2 separate regions of the Siniperca chuatsi genome follow, and region 1 is linked to region 2. A link is a contact called in public Hi-C data. All regions are on one chromosome and are shown on one strand. Each heading gives the region's core, a stretch centred on a gene start, on an enhancer-like site or on the middle of the called end of the contact. The rest is flanking DNA. Distances are from core to core; before and after follow the strand shown. Region 1 holds the start of sh3glb1a (endophilin-B1a). Region 2 overlaps LOC122866590 (guanine nucleotide exchange factor VAV3).

Evidence for each region. A called contact is a pair of places that touch in the nucleus more often than the background predicts.
Region 1: a contact with region 2 is called in a Hi-C map of an unstated tissue, with 4 times the contacts expected there. The contact joins the promoter of sh3glb1a here to the enhancer-like site in region 2. A contact is called at or near these places in 2 of 3 Hi-C or Micro-C datasets (liver and an unstated tissue).

The regions. Positions count from the first base shown.
Region 1 is chrLG19:9,889,919-9,893,733 of ASM2008510v1, forward strand. sh3glb1a (endophilin-B1a) reads left to right here and starts at 1,318. Exons shown (of 9, transcript XM_044175954.1): 1 at 1,318-1,580; 2 at 2,040-2,181; 3 at 3,239-3,367. The coding sequence starts at 1,518.
Region 2 is chrLG19:9,832,733-9,836,685 of ASM2008510v1, forward strand. LOC122866590 (guanine nucleotide exchange factor VAV3) reads right to left here. Exons shown (of 28, transcript XM_044176428.1): 3 at 572-630; 4 at 413-478. Among protein-coding and RNA genes, the nearest start is that of LOC122866590, 39 kb to the right of the region's middle. Within about 2 kb of position 1,254, the one cell type or tissue checked has an H3K27ac peak away from gene starts, as active enhancers do. A contact at or near this core is called in liver, where this site is marked.

The DNA of each region.
Region 1 (3,815 bases), core at 68-2,567, 57 kb after region 2:
CACTGTGTCAGTATTACTCATCAGCATACATTGTAAGCCAAATAATATTACAAATAGAATTGATTGCAGTTGTATGAGGATAGGGTGTACAGTTATTAGGAAAAAGTGTAAATCTCACACAAGCAGCACAATACGGGTACTATGGAGATTTTACACTTGAGCAAATGACCTGCATGCACCAAACCTGAATCATGGTTTACATTTGGATTTTGTATGCTACTTGACACACAAAACATTTCGCATGGTCAAAGGTAAATTCTCATTCAAACTTGACAGCTGTCAATAATAGGCTATGTGAAGAAATCAATGGTAAAAGGTCAGTGAGGGGTGAAAGGCAAAGGGTGTGAGGTTCAGGTTCAGGGCAGATTATAATTAGGGCCCAAGCAGTGACCTCTGCGAGGACCCTTTTGAAATGCAATTTCATTATTATTTATCCAAATTAATCGCATTTTGATGAGCTAAAGGTGCTCGAAAACTCACGAAACTTTGCACAAAATTCAGAAATGGTGAAAATTTATGTCTGATATGGGTGTGGCAAAATTAATCACTAGTGCCCCCTACAGAGCAGGCCTAGGCCTACAGTAGCCTAGTAGGCACACATGCAGTCTTCACCATGTCCTTTTAATTTCCTTTAAGTTTCTAACTTGTAAATATGAATTTAGGTGATTTAGTTTGGACTTTAAAACTTAAAGTAGGCTACCCTTTTAAAAATAGCATGCATGCATTCAATTTGGAATTGGTGTGTTGTCATTGTTGTTTATTATCCTAACTGCCATACAAAATGTATAACACATACAATTTAGAGCAAAAATGTTGCTATAGCATATACACCAGTTTTAACTGTCTCTCCGCCCACAAAGGTCACATCTCGATTTTGCTGCTGCTACTGTAGAGCATTTCGATTTTCCCACTTAGTTTCGTCACTTCGACCCGCTTTATTCGATTCCGATATTTCCGCAAGACCTGAATGCAACAAAAGATAAATAGAAGCTACAGTCTTTCCTTTAACATATCCCTGCACAGAGCAGAGCGCCCAGACTCAATAAACTTGTATCAAAGACTCAGGCGGTAGTGTTTTTCTATTAAGACAAAATTCGCTTGCCTCTAAATTCCTATATAACATTAAATTATTTGGTGTGTCTCGCATTATGCAAATAAAAGCCGTTTCTTACAAGCAGAGTGAAAACACCAGCCGTTTGCTGGGCAGTCGACTGAAATGAACAGCAATACTGTAATAGCAACTTGTGTTGTGTAGTTTCAGGTTATTGCTTCCGTTGTTGCTTTCCGTTGTGCCAGTCTTTGTCGTATGTCAGTGTGCGCATGCGCGACATTTCCTTACAGCTGTCAGAATAGGCTGGAGATGTGAATTATCTTGTCCGTATACTATCTTTGTCAGGACCAACAGCTAGGTGGAACTCCGACAAAAAGTTGCTTCAATGACATTTTCCATAGGGATGTCAGTTTGACTGTGAGACAAGCTAGCTGTTGTATTAAGTGTTCATTTCCCCTGCTGTGCCATGGATTTTAATGTTAAGCGGTTAGCTGCAGACGCCGGTACTTTCCTGAGCCGCGCGGTACAAGTAAGTTTGTGCGTGTAGTTCGTGGAAGTTCTTGCTAATCAACGTTAGTTGCTAGCTTATCCAGTCCGGTAGCGTTAGCTCGCTTGCTAAACAGCTAACGCTTCCGTGGCTGTTATTGTGTAGCTATGTAGCATGTTATTATCTGAGAGAAAATTCTATATCCTGCAAAGTTGGCTGCAGTTCACTATATGAGTATTTGTGAACATTCTCAATCTCTATTATAGCCAACACTTTACAGTTGTTCAACATAACCATCAAAGCAGGCCTCAGAAACCATTAGATAGAGCTATCAACATTAGCTTGGCAGATAACATTTATTTTGTAAGATAGTCTTTCCAGCTTGCTAACGTTCCATCAAACACGACTTGCATGCCTCCTCAGCCCTGTACTCTTCATACTCTAGTGTAGTCACTTTCCAGGCAATAGGTTATGTGCACTATAATATATTTTCTTTTTCAGTTTACAGAAGAGAAATTTGGCCAGGCTGAAAAGACAGAGTTGGATGCCCATTTGGAGAACCTTTTGGTCAGAGCTGAGAACACCAAGCAATGGACAGAAAGGATTATGAAGCAGACAGAAGTCTTACTACAGCCCAACCCAAGTAAGACCACAATTTTGACTCTATAATGAGCTTGACTCTACTGACAAACAAAATGCTGACATACTGGACCCCTTTTCAGGGCAGGTACTCACTCTATGTTCTCCCCTCTACGGGACAGTTGATATCTTGTTTCTGCACTGAAAAGTAATATAATAATAATAATAATAATAAAACTTTATTTATAGAGCACTTATCAAAACAAAGTACAAAGTGCTTCACAACAAGAAAAATAAAATACCACAGTGAATGACGAAATATAAAGAAATAAAACACACAAAATACACAAAAGCAATAAAATAAACAATAAAATAAACAGCCAGTTCAGGTAAAATCAGGATATGCTTTCAGATAAAAATGTGTTTTGAGACGATACTTAAATGAAGACACTGACTCAGACAACCTAATTTCTTCGGGCAAGTTGTTCCAGAGCCTCGGGGCCCTGATAGCAAAAGCTCTGTCCCCCTTAGTTTTCATCCTGGACTCAGGAACAGACAGGAGACCCCTGCCCGAAGATCTCAAACTACGTGAAGGTTCATAAGGGATTACAAGGTCTAGCTCAGTAAATACCTGAATTTAGGAGATGTACATATTTGCCAATAAGAAGGGTCACATAAAAATGCTTAACATCTCTGAGATGGTGTTTGACATACATCAGTACCCTCTGTGAAGTCTGTAAGCTCAGCTGTGCATCCTCCTCAGCTCACACCATGATGCCATATTGCTGTAGCACAACCACAGCATAGGCATAACAAACACAGAGAGACCAGCTGCTGTTTACAGTCTCTTGGATATGGTAAACTGGATTTGTTCTATGTTCATGTAGAACATACCACAGAGATGCTGGCTGTGATTGCCAGTGTTCATTCATGTGATGTGATAACATGAAACAAAATTGTTGGTTTTCCTTGTCATGGTTGTCATTATGAAAGCTTCTGTTTTAGTTTACAGATGTAAGGCAGGCGGTTTGGACTCACTGTCCTAAAGTCATTGCCTACGTTTGAGTCCCTCACTGTAGTCTTATGACTTTGTAATTAAGTTTTCTTGTTGCAATCTGCAGATGTCCGGCTAGAAGAATTTGTTTATGAGAAACTGGAGAAAAAAGCCCCTACGCGAATGAACAACCACGAGCTGCTGGGCCAGTCAATGATCGACTCAGGAAATGAATTTGGTCCTGGAACTGCCTATGGTGAGTGATACACTGAGCTGCCTCCCATACTGGGAAGTGAACATTTAAGTTTATTTAGCTGATTCCTGTAGCTGGTTGGCAAACATAATCCTCCCCCACAATATTCCTTAATTTATGGAACAAATAAAATGATTGAAAGCTTCTAGTCATTAAGGTTTAGTTGTTGGGCAACCTGCATAAAATGGTTGTTTTAGTGTTCCAGTATTCTGTCTAGTCTGGACTTGTAAAATTGAGTAAAGGCTTTTTGACAGTTTGTGGAGAACATCTGAGCACCCTTCTTCTATTAGAAATTTAAACCTCAGGATCATCCCCTGCCACAGTCTTTCATGATCAATATAACATGTCATTCCTCATTTGCGGCCTTGGCTTCTTACTACCTTTGAACAACAGCACTTTGTACGTATCCACAGGCCTCTGTGTCTTCTCAAGACTCAAGTACTTAAATCTT
Region 2 (3,953 bases), core at 4-2,503:
TTGCATTTAGATAAAGGGCTTTGCAAGGCATTGTGCCAGGAGACCTGTAGGTGGATTTTGTTATGTTATGATTTTGTTCCTTGTTCACTTTCAAAAATGAAAATAATGCATTATTTGTTGTTTTGATGAAGTTACTTTAGGATTTAATTGTTGAAAACACCAATAATAAGAAGGTTAGTTGTCATCATACGCTAAATGCAAGGCCTGAATAAAGGAACAAGGAGGAGGTGGCTGCCTTCCAGTCAACACCCAGGGAACAAATGTTGCTGCACCCACAACAGCCTGTAGATTTTTAAGTCAAAGGGAAACTAGAGACCAAATTAAGATTTTTTTTTTTAATTAAGTCACGTGTGTAAAAGAGAAAGGTAAAAGGTTGTCATGCACATGGGTGTCTATAGGAGGGCAAACGTACTCTATAAGGTCCTCCAGGTGGTTGTAGATATCCTCATCTTCAACACTCTCCTCCGATGGAAAGGGCCTTAAAAGAGAAAACAGAAAGCATTCTGTGTCAGGCTTAAAATCTCATCATTATATAACCTGTCAGAGGATACATGTTGAAAACAAAACATACCTGATTCCAGTTTGTTGTGTAATCGGTGTGTGGGAAAGTTTAGATAGTGTGTCCATAACCTGCAATGGAAATAAGGATCTGTTATTTTATCAGTATCATTTACATTATAAAAGAACACATACAGCCCTGGAAAGTAAGACTTGTGAGAGGAGAGGGAGCTTGTTGTTTGGGTGCTCTAGGGGTGCTGCATTTCTGAGAGGAGACACATGAGGGCAGCATTCTCAAACACTCCAACACTGCAGCTGACACATATTCTGTGTGCTTGTGCAATAACAGACACACACTGTTCCATGAGAGCTATTTAAGTCGCACAAGACAACCTATATTCTGAATTCACTGATATATATATATATATATATATATATATTATATTCATTCGGTTTGGTGTTTTAATATCCCCGTGGGGCCAATTTTGTGTTGAGTCGCATCTAAAATTAGAACACGCACAAAACCCAGTCACATATATATTTAGAAATACTGAGAGAGGTGTTCAGTGAGAGAGGAGTGTTGCTGAAAAACGACTGATTCGACACACAGTCAACAGTTAGCAGTACAGTAGCAGCAGAGCAGAGTCACACGACCTGATCAGTAATTGATCGTGCTGTGAAGTTAACCGTGTCTCCTGGGCTGACATGACTGCTATTAGTATGACATGTAATTTCACGCTGCTGTGCTCAGTCCTGCCCAGTGCCCTTGACCCTCTATGTGTGTGTGTGTGTGACCTACACCGCTGAACTCACCTGCTAAATGAACGATACAGCTTTATTATCTGAAGCAAAACTCGACAGGGAGCTCTGTTCATTCACGCTTTGCAACCTGGCAAATGGCCCACAAACCCCTTTTCTTTTTGCGGGCCATCTATCCACTGACATCAACACGTGGACGTGCCGATAAAAACATGCCTGCACGCTCGCAACACATCACAGATGTAACGTAGATACATTTGGCCCGGAGCACAAGCTCTCAGAGATCAATACTGATCACACGACTGGCCTTTCCATCCCCCCACCAGTAAATAGAATAAACAGTGGCACACAAAGGACAGCGAAAGACAGACACATGTTTCTGCTGACATCCTTTAAACTATAAACTATACTACTGTACACCACTGGAACTTATAATGTGACACGGCGTGTGTCACTTGATGTAAAATGAATGTTCGTCCAATGCAGGATGCTGAAGATTGATGGACTTAAGCTGTTTTTAGTGTCAGTATTCGGTGTTTTTAGCCAGAAGGGTCTCTAATTAAAGGATCTGTAATAGATAAGCAGACTAGTGTTGATCAGTTGCACAATATGCAGTCAATTCAAGTTGTATCACATCCATCACATAGAAGGTGGATGACACTGACTGACTTTGACAAAGCACTGTATCGTCACAGACATCAGACGCATCAGAGGCAGCAGTGCATTAATAACTTGAAACACAAAGTCAAGCTGAGTTCATTAGTTGTAGCTCTGATCAAAGGGAAATGTTAGTTGTGAGAGAGTGGGAGGGTGCAAAGCTGTGTTTGAGACAGGGCTACATGGAGCTCAGCAGCAGTGGTTGATTACACATCATGAGAGGAGGAAGTGTTTCAGACCTGGATTTATTTACAGTGAATTCAAATATCAAATATTTGAAATATGTCAAATACATACATACAGTCAAATATGAAAATATGACATTGGTTGATGATAATTCACTAAGCCTACTTAAAATCATTTTTAGTTTTCTTGATAGAGGACGGATGCTTTATGATGGATACATTTTGGAGGACTGTAAATAAGATACAGATTAAATGTGATGGGATATTAAAAAGTAATCCCCAGTGCAAATGATGCCCTTCAAGATCAGTGTGCCAGTCCAAGTACAATTCATTTTTCACTTACTTATGCTGCAATGTGTATTGTATTCTTTTGATCAAACGCCTTTCAATTCTCAAACAAATCAAACAGTTCATTCACAATAGTTTACCTTAGAACCAAACAAGCACCAAAACTAACGCCTATTTAGATTTTTTTTTTTTATTTGAGTGTCCTGCACCTTATGGAGGTCTGTCTATTCGCTAAGCACAGATATAAGTCCTGAAGCAGCAGCCTGGAGGTCAGACTACCACTGCTATCAATGTGCCCCTCAGCAAGCAAAGGGATTTAGACTTCAGGCAGTTCTGAGTATAACTGTAAACATTTTGGGACTGTTTATGATTTGTGTATACCATCTATTTGCATTACATTAATTCAGTGATTAGACAATGCTTTTGCAACATGTCAACCTTGCATTATTAATTGACTCAACGTACAGTATGTACTTACAAACATATGTTGTCGTGCAATCCAAGCACAGACATGACATCCTCTAAAACTCAAAGAGACTCATCCTCCCAGTTATTAATCCTCACACAGTTATGAGAGTCGATGGAGTTCTCCCTCCAGTAACGAATGAAGGGCACGACATCCGGCGGCCAGCTGGCAGGTACAACATGTCCACAAGCTGAAGATCCACTGCGTGACGAGCGGAGCTCTGGAGGCTTTCCAGTTTTAGCTGGCAGCCAATTTTTGGGGAACGAGTCGTGTATCGTTGTGCTTTTTGGCTTCACTGAAAACGTGAGTCACACACACATTCACAACTAAACTGACCATCTGCACACAGCCAAGAAGAGTTTCTGAAGACTCACAAGTATTACATCCACCAGCGGCTGTACCACTAATAATAGAAATGTCAAGAAAATATCCACGAAGGAAATGAGAGGTTTAAATTCCAAGAGGCGATATGCTTAATTTTAGCTAAAAAAGCTTCAGGAGTCAGCAAAGCAAAAATATAGATGATTACTACTGTTCTTGGAGCTGCATTATGCAACATTTAAAAATACATCATGATTGAGCTGTCACGAGGACTCCAATTCAAGACTGGTACAGTATCTGTTGCATTGAGCAACATCAGACAAAATCCCTAAGTGAGGATGAAACAGCAAAAAGCTGCCCCGTCACAGTGAGACATCGTGTAAGAGTTCAAACTTAAACAGCTCAAAGGTCGTGCATTAGATTTGGTGCAGAGGTCGCAGGCTCCGCCGCCATGGAGCAGACGAGTGGTGATGCGGGGGGGGGCGGGCCCTTTTGTTGGAGGTTATTAAACCTGCAGCGCCTGACCACGGCTGCACCGCTGGATCTAATGATTCACACCACGGCAATTAAAGCAGGATGTGTCTGAATCTGTATCTGCCCAGATGAAAGAGGGATCATGATCATTATTATTATTTATCCAGTCCTTTCTCAAGAAAATGGATGATGTATTTTAGATGTATAACCTGCCAACAGTTTTATTGGTTTCACACGCAACCCAGCATGCTGTCCCAGTTTTCTGCACTCCGCTTTTACTCCTCCTTTCTGTGGCTCTTTTATTT